2 separate regions of the Sus scrofa genome follow, and region 2 is linked to region 1. The links are chromatin contacts, called in public promoter capture Hi-C maps. All regions are on one chromosome and are shown on one strand. Each heading gives the region's core, a stretch centred on a gene start, on an enhancer-like site or on the middle of the called end of the contact. The rest is flanking DNA. Distances are from core to core; before and after follow the strand shown. Region 1 holds the start of PPHLN1 (periphilin-1). Region 2 holds the start of TWF1 (twinfilin-1).

What was found. Promoter capture Hi-C pulls out the DNA fragments that hold promoters and counts their contacts.
Region 2: a contact with region 1 is called in a promoter capture Hi-C map of liver, with 5 times the contacts expected there. The contact joins the promoter of TWF1 here to the promoter of PPHLN1 in region 1. A contact is called at or near these places in 1 of 5 promoter capture datasets (liver) and 1 of 2 datasets of contacts at active chromatin or transcription factors (skeletal muscle).

The regions. Positions count from the first base shown.
Region 1 is chr5:73,551,552-73,558,742 of Sscrofa11.1, reverse strand. It overlaps PPHLN1 (periphilin-1), which reads right to left and starts at 2,538. Exons shown (of 8, transcript XM_013997950.2): 1 at 2,388-2,538. It overlaps ZCRB1 (zinc finger CCHC-type and RNA-binding motif-containing protein 1), which reads left to right and starts at 2,503. Exons shown (of 8, transcript XM_021092556.1): 1 at 2,503-2,689; 2 at 3,935-4,020; 3 at 6,486-6,514. The coding sequence starts at 3,937.
Region 2 is chr5:74,875,567-74,882,637 of Sscrofa11.1, reverse strand. It overlaps TWF1 (twinfilin-1), which reads left to right and starts at 1,418. Exons shown (of 9, transcript XM_005664155.3): 1 at 1,418-1,548; 2 at 3,200-3,277; 3 at 4,838-5,016; 4 at 6,436-6,531. The coding sequence starts at 1,524.

The DNA of each region.
Region 1 (7,191 bases), core at 1,289-3,788:
ACTCTTGATTGTTCAATAAGTGATCAAGTAACAGAAAGTACTGAAAGAGACAAAAATACTGGATGTTGACTATGTATAATATTTCCAAATCTAAATCTCTTTTCACCTCTGGATGGAGGTTACAGTCAACTAGTCAGCCACCTTCTAGTCTTTTACTCTCCGTTTCACCCTTTTTTAAAAAAGGATACTCAATTAATTTTGCTAATATGTCAGTCAGATCTGGTTTCCCTGATCAAGAACCCAAACAGTTTCTTATTAATTAACTGTAACAAATCCAAACTTCTCTGCCCTTCCTATGTGCCCTCTATCATCTCACCTAGCCTCCTGTTCTCTCCCAAAGAATCATTCATGCTGTGTCTCTTCTCTGTCCCATAAAGTAACAAACACTACTCTGGAGTTGTCTGACTTATTTCCCAAGCTGGAATACCTCTTTCCATTGTCTCAATTTTTGAACATCCATCTAGGCCCAGTTCAAAATCTATTATTCTCCACAAAGCCCATTTCTGAAACTTATAACAGATTCTAAACCAGTGAATAAGAAGTCACAACTTGTGTTTGGCCCAAGGTTTTTTTCTTAATAAAACTTTATTCCATTGACCATACTTTAAAACTGGGAGATAACACTTTAAGAAACTGTATTTCCAATTTTCCTTGAAAAAACTGGATGCTCCAGTAACACTGGGACCACACAATCAATTACACAGCCACAACCAGTTGTACCTGAATAGCAGCTGACGCCTTTTGAAAGATTTTTACATTTTAAAGTCCAGAGATGATACATCAACAGCCTAACTTCTGAGACTGTACCTGCAGCAACTGTAATAATTAAGAAATACTGGACTGCCTATTAGGCCCTGGAATTACAAAAGTAAACAAGACAGATATGGTCCCTTCTGAACAATCTAGCTCAGAAGCAAAAGAGATAAGCAATCGAGATATATCTGGTAAGTGCTACTATGAGGGAAGCAGAAGGCACTTAGCACTTGGTAAGAGTACCTAACTCTAAGAGAAGTCAGAGAAAGTGACTAAACTGAGATCTTTAGCAGGTGTACGAATTATCCAGAAAGAGGTAGGGTAGGGATCCGGAAAAATCAAATGCCACAGAGAAAAAAGAACTTTTGCAAAGACCCTCAGGGAAGAAAAAACTATTGAGAAAGTGATATGAGTTCAGTACCGCTAGAGACTTCGCCCAGCCTTAAATGCAGGTGTCAGAGAATGGGCTCAATTGAAAAGGCTAGAGGGAAAAAATAAGTGTCAGGAGAAGGAAGAAAATTCCATAAACAGGTGTAACATGTAAAAGAGTTTGTTAAGCAGAGAAGAAAGGTTTCAGAGGGCACAGATGTTTTGTCGAGGGGTGAAATGTGGAAGAAAAGGAGAAAGAAGCAGTGATAGCCTAAATCAAGGGAGAGGGAGCACAAAGCAGCACGGGGATGAGGATGTAGCAAAGAAGACCAAAGGGGCTTACATCTTGGGCGGTAACCAAGGATAACAGGGATGTGAAGCATAGTAGTTTTGGTGGGCCACAAGTTTGCCAAGAGAATTAGTCCCAGCGGTCCCCTGGTGGACGCGGAGGCATTCGGGCCTCTCAAAATCCTGCAGCGCCCTGGCTGGATTGCACTTCCGTCTCTCTAGAAGACATCAGCTTCGGTCTGGATTGACTGTGCAGGCTCCAGGAGAGGCTCTGAGTTCCAGGCTGCTGGCACGCAGGCTCCCGGGGAGTGGTTAGAGGCCTGGTCTGTGTGTGCTGGTGGGTAGAAGTTAAGTATAAACTACCTTGCATTATTTTCTGATTTTTCTGTAGGAAAGATGGGCCTGTTTACAGCCACTTAAGAGAAAAAGCAGTGTGTGCCCATTATAGATTTATAGGAGGAAAAAAAGTGCTAAGAAGTTTAACATTTGTCCATACCAATACTCAAGATGAGTCATTCTGTGAATCGGAGTCTCCCCCAAGTTGACCTTGTCTCCTCAACAAGACTGATATCCTGCAGCAAAAGGCCTCTTTTACACTTTTCTGTAGCTCCTTAAGTGCCTACAACCGAACTGGGTACGTCGAACACACTCAGTAAATTTACTGACTTCCTAACTGATCTCGAGTCATTGAACTCACCTAGATCAGTCCTCTTTTTACATATTATGGTGCTATACAGAAGCGAACCTATACCACAGACTCAACACTTTCTTTATTCCAAACTCCCACTAGTCTCTCCACCCTCAACCGCAGGGGCAGAACTGTTTGTTGCACGATTCAAATGCAGCGGGAGACTCCAGGTCCCGCCGCGGAAACGCCCACCCGCCCGCTCATTCCTTAGAGTTGTACCGGCCAACGACCCTGTACCGGCCCACGCGCCTGTCCCTGCCCACCTCTCAGAATGATAAAATCCGCTCACCGACTCTGAGCCTCCGGGAGACCCCGTAAATACAATCGTCCGCTCGTCGCCGCGCTCCCAGGCAGCACTTCCGGCGCGCATAAAGACGTCAGCAAAAGCACCCGCCCCTAGGCCCGCCTCCAGAGCGTGGGTCAAAGGGGAGCCGGGAAGAGGCGCTACTGCTGCTACTTTCTCATCTACGGAACCTGACCCCTCCCGGGACCCGTGATGCCAAGGCAGCTGCGAGGGGCAACGAACTGTCGGGCTTGAGCCCCAGCTGAGGCTCGCGCTTTTCGGGTCTCCTGGGCCCGCCCCACCTGAAGGTAAGCTCCTCCCCGGCTGCGGCCTTTCTCCCTACGGGCTCCTCCCCAGACCCAGCCGCCGGAATCACTTGTCCCTCTCTCCCTACACCTTTTTTTAATTACAGGACCTTTACCTTTGCCTGCCTTCCCCGTTCTAACCAGAACGGCTAACGTGCGAGGAGTTTCAGTTGGAAGCTTTTAAAAAGCGACCTATCGATGCTGAGTTCCTGAAGTTGTCTAAGTCCGGCGTGCCAAGCGAGCATCAGCGCGTTTTCCCATTACATCATTTTAGAATATTTTGTCGTTTGTGATCTTAAATACCCACCACACACGTTTTTAAAATCGAAAATTTGAGTTTGACTGAGTCCGATGTAATTCTCACAGATTATTACTGACTTTGTAATATATAGCATAGAAATGTATTACAGATTATATTTGTACACTTAAAATACATATACAAATCAATACCCTTCAGGGCACTGAAAACTATTCATATAATGTATCATTTCAAATTAGCAATAATGTGAAAATTAGTGATTTGAAAGTTTCTTTACATCATCGAAAGATGAGGCTAAAATTTCCTGGTAACACAACTCCAGAGAAAAATATTATGACAACCAAAAAGGTACCCAGCCAAATTAGCAAAAATCAATGGCTAAGGTTCCTTCTGAGCTCCTAGACACTTTCTAGCTGCTTAGGCAAGGTAATAAGCATATCTGAAAGCACTTTCTTGCTTTTAGCCTGAGGGGAGCTTAAGAGTGTCCTCAGTGTTTTTCCTTCATCTGTTAGAAACTCACCTCTCCATTCACACCATATTCATCACTGAAAGGATTAGTGTAATGAATCTACTAGGAAGAAGGACCAGGAGTTTCTTGTGACTTAGGGGTAATAAACCCAACTAGTGTCCATGAGGATGTGGGTTCGATCCTGGCCTCACTCAGCGGTTAAGGATCTGGCAATGCTGTGGCTGTGGTGTAGGCCAGCAGCTGCAGCTCCAATTCCACCCCAGCCTGAGAACTTCCATATGCCACAGGTGTGGCCATAAAAAAATAAATACAAGTAAGTAAATAAAAAGAAGGACCAGAAAACTCTAAGTAGTGTCTGGAGAAAAGAAGTTCCTTAATTCACCCAGCTGGAGTCATTGCTCCTAAGTATTACTAAGAAGTTAGGAAAGTATGTAAATTTAACATTTGCCAATAATATTGATTTTACTTGGAATGAAGAATACTTGGTTTTGATTGCTTTTGGGTTTGTTTGTTTTTTTAGAAATGAGTGGTGGATTAGCCCCAAGTAAAAGCACAGTGTATGTATCCAACTTGCCCTTTTCCCTGACCAACAATGACTTATATCGGGTAAGTTTTTGTATTAGTACTCTTACCTACTGAATCCTCTATTTGAGATACAAATGTAGTTGAACAGTTCTCTCTTAAGCAAAATTCTTAAGTACATTACAGTCACTTAAATCATTAATACTAAGGACCTCTGTTGAATATGTAAGTGAAAAAAAATTAGATACTTGTGATTTCCAAAGAAAATTCTCATTTATTTATAGAGAATAACAAGTTTTTTTTAATAAACACAGAAGATACCCCTAGCATAATCAAGTTGATTTTTCCGGCTGCTTACTTGGCTTTCGAAACTGGTAGTGGTAGGGTTCCCATCGTGGCTCAGAGGGTTAAGAACTCAGCATAGTGTCCATGAGGATGCATGTTCAATCCCTGGCCCCGCTCAGTAGATTAAAGATCAGGCATTGAGGTGAATGAGCTTTGCTGTAGGTCGCAGACATGGCTTGGATCTGGCATTGCTGTGACTGTGGCACAGGCTGGCAGCTCCAATTCTACCCTTAGCCTGGGAACTTCTATATGCCACAGGTGCCACCATAAAAAGAGAGAAATTGATAGTGGGATAGATGTTTTGGAGGAAAGAACCTCCAAATGGAAGCAAAACAGACCCCTTAACTAACCCTTTAAATTCTGCAAGTATAAAATTTGTTTTCAATTCAGGATTGGAGACATTGAAAGAGAAAAAAAAAATCACTTCCAACATCTTCTTTTACTGCTTTACCTTAGAGAGCAAAATTTCCTGCTGTACCTGTCCTGAAGATGAATGATTGAGAGGAACTGAAAGGAGTGACATGAATCCTTTCTTCCAAATGTGCTGTCTTCTCCCTGCTATTTTGAGTAGATGTTAAGTATAGTAGAGAGATGCTGCATACATGATAAATAGTACTTGATTTATTAATTAAGATAGGTTAAGTCTTGGAGTTCCCGTCGTGGCGCAGCAGTTAACAAATCGGACTAGGAACCATGAGGTTGTGGGTTTGATCCCTGGCCTTGCTCAGTGGGTTAAGGATCCAGCGTAGCCGTGAGCTGTGGTGTATGTCGCAGACTCAGCTCGGATCCCGCGTTGCTGTGGCTGTGGCGTAGGCCGGTGGCTACAGCTCCAATCCCAGCCTGGGAACCTCCATATGCCACAGGAGCGGCCCTAGAAAAGGCAAAAAGACAAGGAAAAAAAAAAAAAGATAGGTTAAGTCTGAAAGAACAAAGAAAATGAACTTTAGTTTCCATTCCTGTATCAGAGACATTTTTGTTTTTATTGAACACTTACTGTATGCTGAACACTCCTGTAGGTACTAGGAACACATCAATGAACAAAAAGATGAAGATCCCTTTTGGCACATACAATATAGCAAGAGAGAAAAATAATTTGAAATATAAAAATTTCAAATGATATTATTTGTTAAATACTAAGTTAATGCTAAGGTATTAGGTGCTATGGAGTCAAAATAAAGCAGGAAAGGAGAGTTATTAAATGTTAGGTTGGGAATGGGGGTGAAATTTTACTTTGAGAAAGTGACTTGAATAGAGACATGAAGGAAGTAAAAGGCAGCTATGCAGATGTCTGGTGGGGGCAGCATTTCAGGCAGAGTAAATCAGAAGAGGAAGGGCAGTCAGAGGTAACCCCATTCAAAGGTACCTTCTAGGGCTTGCATAGAAAATGGTGAGGACTCTAAGTGAAATGAGAAGCCATTCGAAAATGTTATATACAAGACTGTCTTTATTGGTCTTCAGAATTCAGTATTAGTAACACTGCAGTCCAGTTATACTATGTTCCAGGGTTATATAACTTAATCATAGAACTCAATAATGTATTATTATTGATCGCATGTACTAATGTATTCTGAAAGACTTCTACGAAGCATTATGTAGTAGATAGGAACTATTAGTAATACGGGTACTGGCTGAAACAGCAGAAATAGATGAGATTACTTAGAATGAAGGTGTAGCTGTAAAAGGGAAGAAAGAGCCAAGTATAACGTGCCACCTAAGTATCAGGGTGGACAGAAGGAGGGGACTAAGGGGATAAAAGCTTTTTTGTTTTCCAAGCAGTGTAAGTAAGGATCTGTCTTCTGACATAGTGATTGCTTGGTGGGGTGGAGGGCAGGCTCAGCATTGACAGTTGAGCTGTGGTGGGGTTGACAGTTGTCCTGGATATACCACAGGAACAGAGAAGCTGTGCAGTGTGTGTGCCTTTCATCCACCACACATGAAGAGTGTTGGGTTTTTTTTTTTCTCTGTACTCTTCTGTCAGAAATTTAGAAACTGAGGCAAATATCTGTAACATCAATAACCAAAAAAGAGTATTATTCTAGTCTCTAAAATACAAATATATTTTCTAGGGCCTGCTTTATAAACCAAAGGTAAAAATTTTCATAGACTCCAACAAAGAATGTGGTCAGTATATACAACCTGAAAATTTAAGGCTATTTAATGATTTTAAATAAAATTGTAAATTATTATGTGGTCTTTTGTTTCAGATATTTTCCAAGTATGGCAAAGTCGTAAAGTAAGTATATCAGATTTGAAACTTCATTATTGTCTTTTTTTTCCTTTTTAAGTCTGCACTCACAGCATATGGAGGTTCCCAGGCTGGGGGTCAAATCAGAGCTATAGCTGCTGGCCTACACCACAGCCACAGCCATAGCAACGCAGGATCTGAGCCACATCTGCAACCTACACAACGGCTCATGGCAACGCCAGATCCTTAACCCACTGAGCAAGGCCAGGGATTGAACCTGCATCCTCATGGATGCTAGTCAGATTCATTAATCACTGAGCCACAACAGGAACACCTGAATTTACTTCATTATTTTCTTAATGGAAGAGTATTTTACTATTTTTGATAAAATATGCTGATGTAAACATTTTATGTGTATTAAACAATGTGATTTTGTACCATATTACTAAGAACTAATATTGATTCTCTTACCCAATATGAAACATAGTTGTTGTTTTTTTTTAATTTTTGGATGCCCTGAGGCATATGGGGTCCTGAGCCAGGGATCTGATCCGAGCCACAGTCCGGACCCAAGCCACAGCTATAGGTAGCAACACTGGATCCTTAATCCACTGTGTGGCCAGGGATCAAACCCAGGTCCCAGTGCACCTAAGACACTGCCAATCCCATTGTGCCACAGCAGGAACTCCAATATGAGACATAAATTAAAGCCTCTGATTAAATAT
Region 2 (7,071 bases), core at 169-2,668, 1.3 Mb before region 1:
TGAACACTTAAAAATGGTTGAGATACCTGGACTTTCCTCCTCGTCAAGGCTGAACATGCAGAGGTCTTCGCTAAGCATGAATATGGAGAGTTATTTTTTTCTCATCAATACTGTTGAGTAATGCCAACTTCCCTAAACAATTTTCCCTAGTTACCAGAACATGAATCAGCAAAAAAATTGCAGGTGCTCAACACTGCTATCAAAACTGGTAAATCAGGGTGAACTGTTGAGTCAGGAAGAATTTGGTTAGACCAAAACTCCTCCGTACATTTCTTAAATCCAAATAAGTTATAAAATTCAATTGTGCTTACTCCAGAATGAGGCTGCATTTAAGAAACAAAGCTTAAATAATAAGGAACAGAGCACAGCAAACTTGTTTGCCATGACAATCGTAAAGAAAAAGTTACCCACCTGCTAGTTAATTAAACACACGCTGCATTTAAAGTGATTTCGTTCACTTGCATTCATATATCAGCCTGTACAAAGTATTTATTGATAATGAGACTGTACTTTCATATACTTGTCAGGTCAAAGTCCTAAAAAAAAAGATTGAGTTTTCTACCTAGGAAACGATAATCTAGGAGTACTAGAAAAGTAGTAGAAAAGTAACTTCTAAAATTACACTTAGAAAGGGAAATCCACGTTCAGAAAAACAGAAAATAAAAAATAATTTTTCATAATATCACCTGTGGGAACTTAGAAATTACCCTAATGAATCTTGAATAATTACCTGATTAAAGAAGTAAATGGCCAATCTAAAGCAGAACAGTGCTCCAGTTTAGAACGATAGAATTGACCACAGAAAAGTCAAGTCACTTAATGTTCTCACTCTCAGTGACTCTTTTTAGAATGAAGAGAAAGGAAAACCTGGTCTTTAAACGTGCCCAACTAAAAAAAGCAGTTAACTGAGATTAGCTTAATTTAAAAGCGTAGGGGACTTTGTTGGGACACTGCCTGTTATCATTTTAAAAAATGGGTCAGGGAGTGACTTTTCAAGTTAAATTGTATAGACCGCAGAAGGAGTAAACAAAGAAGGATATGTGCACATCCTTTTAAAGCTGGAAATGCGTTCAGTAAAATATTCATTTCCTTTTTTGAGCACCCTTTGAACCAGTGAGTGGCGGCGCTGGCCGGGTCGCTAGAGGGCAGGGTCGCTAGAAGGCAGACCCCAGAGGCCAAAGCCATCATATTTTGTGTCACCGTGCTGAAGCAGGAAAAGCAGCGACAAATACGGAGGAGAGTGATCCCCCGGCAGAGAGCAGGAATCGAGGCCCGGGGGCGTGGACCCACAGTCCGGCTGCGCGGAGTGGGCGAGGGTGGCAGTAAGCAGGCAGTAGCGGCGGCGGCGGGGGCGCGCGAGGACGCCGCGGGGCTCGCAGGGCTCGCAGGGAGGGGCGGGGCGATGGCGGGTCGCAGACCGATGACGAGGCGGGGCCGGCGAAGGAGCCGCCACTTCCTGGAGCCACCGGCCGGGGCCGCTCGCTGCAACTCAGCGCCGGAGCCGGGAGCCCGCGGCCGCCGCCATGTCCCACCAGACGGGCATCCAAGGTAACTGCGCCGGCATTGCCCGCGGGAAGGGGCTCCCGGGAGGCCCCGGGCGACCCGGGCAGGCAACAGGACGGGCAGAGCTAGAGTCGGGCGGGGAGCACAGGGAGTCCGTCTCGGGGGCGATCCGGGCCTCCGCGCTCTCGGACCGGGCGCTCCCGGCCTGCCGCCCTCCCAGCCCGGGCCCGGCCGCCGCCACGTTGCCTGCGGACCCGAAATTCTCCCGAGCGGAGGAGTTGGGTTTTGGAGGCGGCCGGGGTGAAGGGGGCGTGCCGTCCGCCGCCGCCGGCGTTAGCCCAGCTTTCCTCCTTCTTATCCCGCTGGGAAGATTTGGAACAGTGGAGGCGATTGCAACTCCTTTTGCTGGCTGGAGGCGGGCGAATTTTCTTTTTCCCGGTCCAAAGGAGTTGTTACAGGATTTCGAGTATGAGAAGGATGCAGGAATCTTATATATTTCCAAACTCTTCCGCATTTTCTTCCAAAATGAGAACATCAGCACCGTTGTATGTATCCTGAGTGTGAGGCATGTTGATCCTTCTTAGGTACTCCCCAGGGAACTGAAAAGTCTAATCCGTCTGGCTGCCTTTAATTATCCCGTGCAGGCAATTGAATGTGCTGTTACATTTGCCCAGTATTATTTACTGATTTGAAAACGGGCAGTTGAAAGCCTCACCTCATCAGAATCAAAGCATATGTCCCAGGGTTATTCAGGATCACTGAACGAGTTCTAATATAAACATAAGCTCTTCTGTTAATAAGACAACGAATCCTTTCCTCAGATGTCGTCTAATTGTATTTTGTTTTTAAGGGTCTTTGACACCGCCCCACACCTCCCCTTTCAAACACAAACCCAAGCAAAATATTTAGTCTCAAATCTAAAAGCATTGTTTCATTTGTCTGCGTTAGTTTCCATATATAAATATGTAGTTACTGACTTGCATGCTTGAGCCTTGTAACAAGCACTATTAAATAGTGGTTTTTGCTGTCAATACACAACCCAAGAAAAAATTAGAACAAAATTGAAGCTTTAATAGGAACACAAGGGCTAGGTTATTAAATATGTATTTGCTCAATGAGATTATTCCAGCTTTTTGAGAAGTACAGCCTAGAAAAGTAGAATCATAAGCATAAGCTTGAATGAATTTTATTGGCTTTTTCTTTTTTGTTCCCCGACGTTTTTGTTTTTAATGTGAAAATGTAGAAAATAACTTGATGAAGGGGAGGTGTATTTATCATATGCTTGAAATTGGACCAGAAGAGAATGAAAGCATGTTTTCAGCATTTTTCAAACAAGCAATAAAGGTGTTTTTTTCAGAATTGTGATTTGTTCCTTATTGGGTTTGAGAAACTTTAATACATTCACTCTCAGTATTATTTTTTGTGATGGAATTATCTAGCCAAAGAAGATTAAAATTAATATACCTTTAAAACATAAATTAAATATACTAGTTGTATCTACTATATCTAACATGGTAGATATCTACAATATCTACTGTGTTACACCTTTTAAGTTGTATAATTTAAATTACTGATAAGGTAACACTGCATATTCAAGATTTTTCTTTGTATTTCATTTTTTCCTTATTCTAGCATTACAAACTATTAATACATAAATATAAAAAATAGGTTTACTTGTCTTTATCTTTTTCCCCAGCAAGTGAAGATGTTAAAGATATCTTTGCCAGAGCAAGAAATGGAAAATACAGGCTTCTGAAAATATCTATTGAAAATGGTTAGTTAAACATTTTTAAATATTGTTTGTCCTTGGAATATTGGGTGTTATCTTTTCAAACTTCTAAAACATTGTCAGTGATTAGGACTGTTAATAAATGTGAAACAAGTTCAGAACTTGCCTTTAGTTAAACTTGAATCCTCTACATTTTGGCATGTCCCTCAGGCCCATGCTTACCTTCTGAATTCTGTGGTTGATGATCAGGGAAACAAAAAGATGTTTTTTGGTGTGACATCTTCCTGTTTTACTTTTTGTGTCTCAGTTTCTGTACCATAATCTCTGTCTCATGTCAGTGCTTGCATCTGTGGAATGGAAATCAGTAACAGGTGATTATCCCTCCAAAATAGTTTCTTGTGAATTGTTATTAATGTAAATTAACATTATGGAGTAGAAAGATATCAAACTCTCCCATTTTCTTGACTTGATTGCAGTGTATGCTGCTGAAATAATTCTACCCTTTCTTATTTGGGAAAAGTTGCGAGAATGTAACGAACTATAATTTGATCCTTTTGAAATAAAGCTGTAAGCAGGGGAATTTGTTGGGTGGAGAATCTTTTAATTCAGCTAGATTTGAGTGTGAACAATTAATATTATAACTACTTAATCACAAATGAATATGTTAAAATAGTCCATTGACCTAATTTCTTAAATACCTTGAAATATTTTGCTTTGGAAAAATATCTTGCCTTTTCATAAACTAGAACTAATTCTAATTTACCTTCCATTTTTTCTTATATATTAAAAATACCAAAGTAGTTTGACAAAGATGCAATTGTTCTGCATATATTAACGCACTTAAAGAGAATAAACATATACTATAAAGCAGCATATCTTAGAACTATTGAACTAAAGTATTAAATGTAGTTACTTCCTAACTGACTAGTTAAGTAAAATGGAAAAGTTTATCTAACTAATATCTCTACAGAAGGAAAATGACAATATTTCCTATATCACTATTTTCTGCTTTTACTTTATTTTTGTTTTGAGAAAGTTTTAAATTAGGAAATTATGAAGAGTAAATAACAAATACTTCCATCTCCTCTTAAATTAATAACATTTATCATATTTGCTTCAAGCATTTTTTTGATTTAATGTTTTTGTGATATAACAATATTGACTTTTAAACTTTTACTTCCTGACCTCCTCCTCATGAGGCAACTATGTTAGGAATTTTATATTTGTATAATCTGTTTTTTATATGTATTCCTAAGTAACATATGGTGTTGTTTTGAGTTTTTAAGTTCATAAAAACTGACATTTTTTCTGCATCCTTTTTTGGTAAACATTATTTTTATAATTAGTTTTGATAGTGGGTCACAAATACTTATTCCTTTCTTGTGTTTTTTATATCATTATTTTAACTATGCTGATCATAATTTTATTTCTGTTTTTAGTACTTTCTATTATAATTATTTTCTGTGTTGCAACCTTTGCCCTTCCTATTTTTTGATGTAAATAATGGCAATTAAGAACTAACTAAATTAATTCTTCTGTTATCCATTACTCTACCATTTGGTTATTTCAAACCATTTATATATTTTTTAAAATTGTTTTTCATAGAGAAACTTGTGATTGGATCATGTAGGCAGCCTTCAGATTCCTGGGATAAGGATTATGATTCCTTTGTTTTACCCATGTTGGAGGACAAACAACCGTGCTATATATTATTCAGGTTGGATTCTCAGAATGCCCAGGGATATGAATGGATATTCATTGCATGGTCTCCAGACCATTCCCATGTAAGTAAATTTTTTGTAACTTGTTTAACATTAAATGCTAGAAAAATTTTTTTCTGTAATATTCCTAGGCCAAGAGAAAGTTAAGAAGCAATAGTCATTTCCTGTGAAGGGAATGATAATGGAAAAAAAAAATCCTTGGGGAGTTCCGTTGTAGTCATGGCTCAGTGGTTAACGAACCCGACTAGTATGCATGAGGATGCAGGTTTGATCCCTGGCTGCGCTCAATGCGTTAAGGATCTGGCATTGCCTAGAGCTGGGATGTAGGCTGCAGACATGGCTTGGACCTGTCGTTGCTGTGGCTATGGCATAGGCTGGTAGCCACAGCTCCATTTCGACCTCTAGCATGGGAACCTCCATATGCCACTGGTGTGGCCCTAAAAAGACAAAGAAAAATCCTTAGGTTACTAATCTGGAATTGGGAGTAAGGTACTTAGATTCAGAAGTCTTGACCTTGATTGAAATCAATAGAATTATTACTAATTTTAAATTTAAAAATTTGTGGCAGTTATAAGTGGCCATGGACCTCTGAAGAATAAAGGTTACTACTTTGCTCTGAAAATAATAATTGTAATAATTCTGAGAACTAAAAATCTTATATGAAATATTCTTAGTAGCTACCCTTCAAGCGATGGGCATACAAACAAGTATAACTTTTAAGAAAGTTAGTAGTACACTGATTAAGAGAACAAAATAAAATAAAGAATTAATATATGGATGCTGCCCGGTATTTTAAAGATTAATTCTCTTGTTTCTTGTAGAAAATTTAAATTTTAAAAGTTACATAGATAACATTCTCAAAAGTCATCCCCTCCTATTTAATTTATATATCCTGTCTGAAAAATACTGAGTTTGATGGTGCAAAATTACAGAATGATTTCTTTTGGTTGGCTGTTACCTTTAATAGTTTTCTATAGATGCTATTGGACTCTTTAATAGTAGTGTATATTGTAGTTCTTTTCGTCTTTGTCCTTCAAAGAATGGTTTATGCAATAGATATGCTAGGAGTATTTGATTCTTAAGCAGCTTGTTGATATCTGACCTAGACTTGCTTTGAGTAAAATGTCTGTATCAAGGTAACTTCATTTCATTGATTTTAAAGTAGTGTTTTAAGTTGTTTTTTTTTTTAATTCTTGAACTTATTTTATACTTGAAAAAAGGAGTAACTTTTAAAGTTTTTTTCCTATTTTTTGAAAAATAGACTTATGAGATCTACATTAGTAGGCAGCGATATGTTAGAAACTGATGTGGTGATGGTTATTTGTACACACATACTTTAGCATGTTAACAGTTAATAGACTTCGGCTTTGTCATAGTTTATTTTGAATGTGCTTGAAGATTTTAATAAATTCATTAAAGTGCTTTCTTTTGTAATGATAGTTTTCATCTATAAGCTTATAAGTAAACTTTGACACTTACTAGGTTCGTCAGAAAATGTTGTATGCAGCAACAAGGGCAACTCTGAAAAAGGAGTTTGGAGGTGGCCACATTAAAGATGAAGTATTTGGAACAGTAAAGGTATAAAACTTATACTTTTATGTGGATTCTATATGTTGCAGTTGAAACATGTAAAGAACTCCTAAGTAACAGGTTAATTAATGTGAATTCTGATTGTTAAATCTGTAAGCATAAGAGAGGAAATATTGTTACATTTCATATGATACACAAATTAACTGAAATTTCATACTTATTACCCTTTTGATACATGTTGGAATCTCCTGTGTTAGTCTTCAAAAACTAGAATAGCCCTTAGAGATCATCCAGTTCAACCTCTTGTTTAGTTCAACCTTTTCATTTTAAAGATGAGGAAATAGGCTCAGAAAAATGAGAGACTACTTAAAAGAGACAGTAATTTTTAGATAGCTTGGATATTTAGACTTGCACTGTGGAAGCATTAACTGTATTATTTAAACCAGAACATTGAAGCAGGTGAATTGATAGTTGGGTAACTGTTGATTAATTAATTTAGTTAGGTATGATTAAGAATTTACTATTATAAAATGTATATGATAAATACATGCATTTATACATACACACAAAAATTATATGCCATTATAA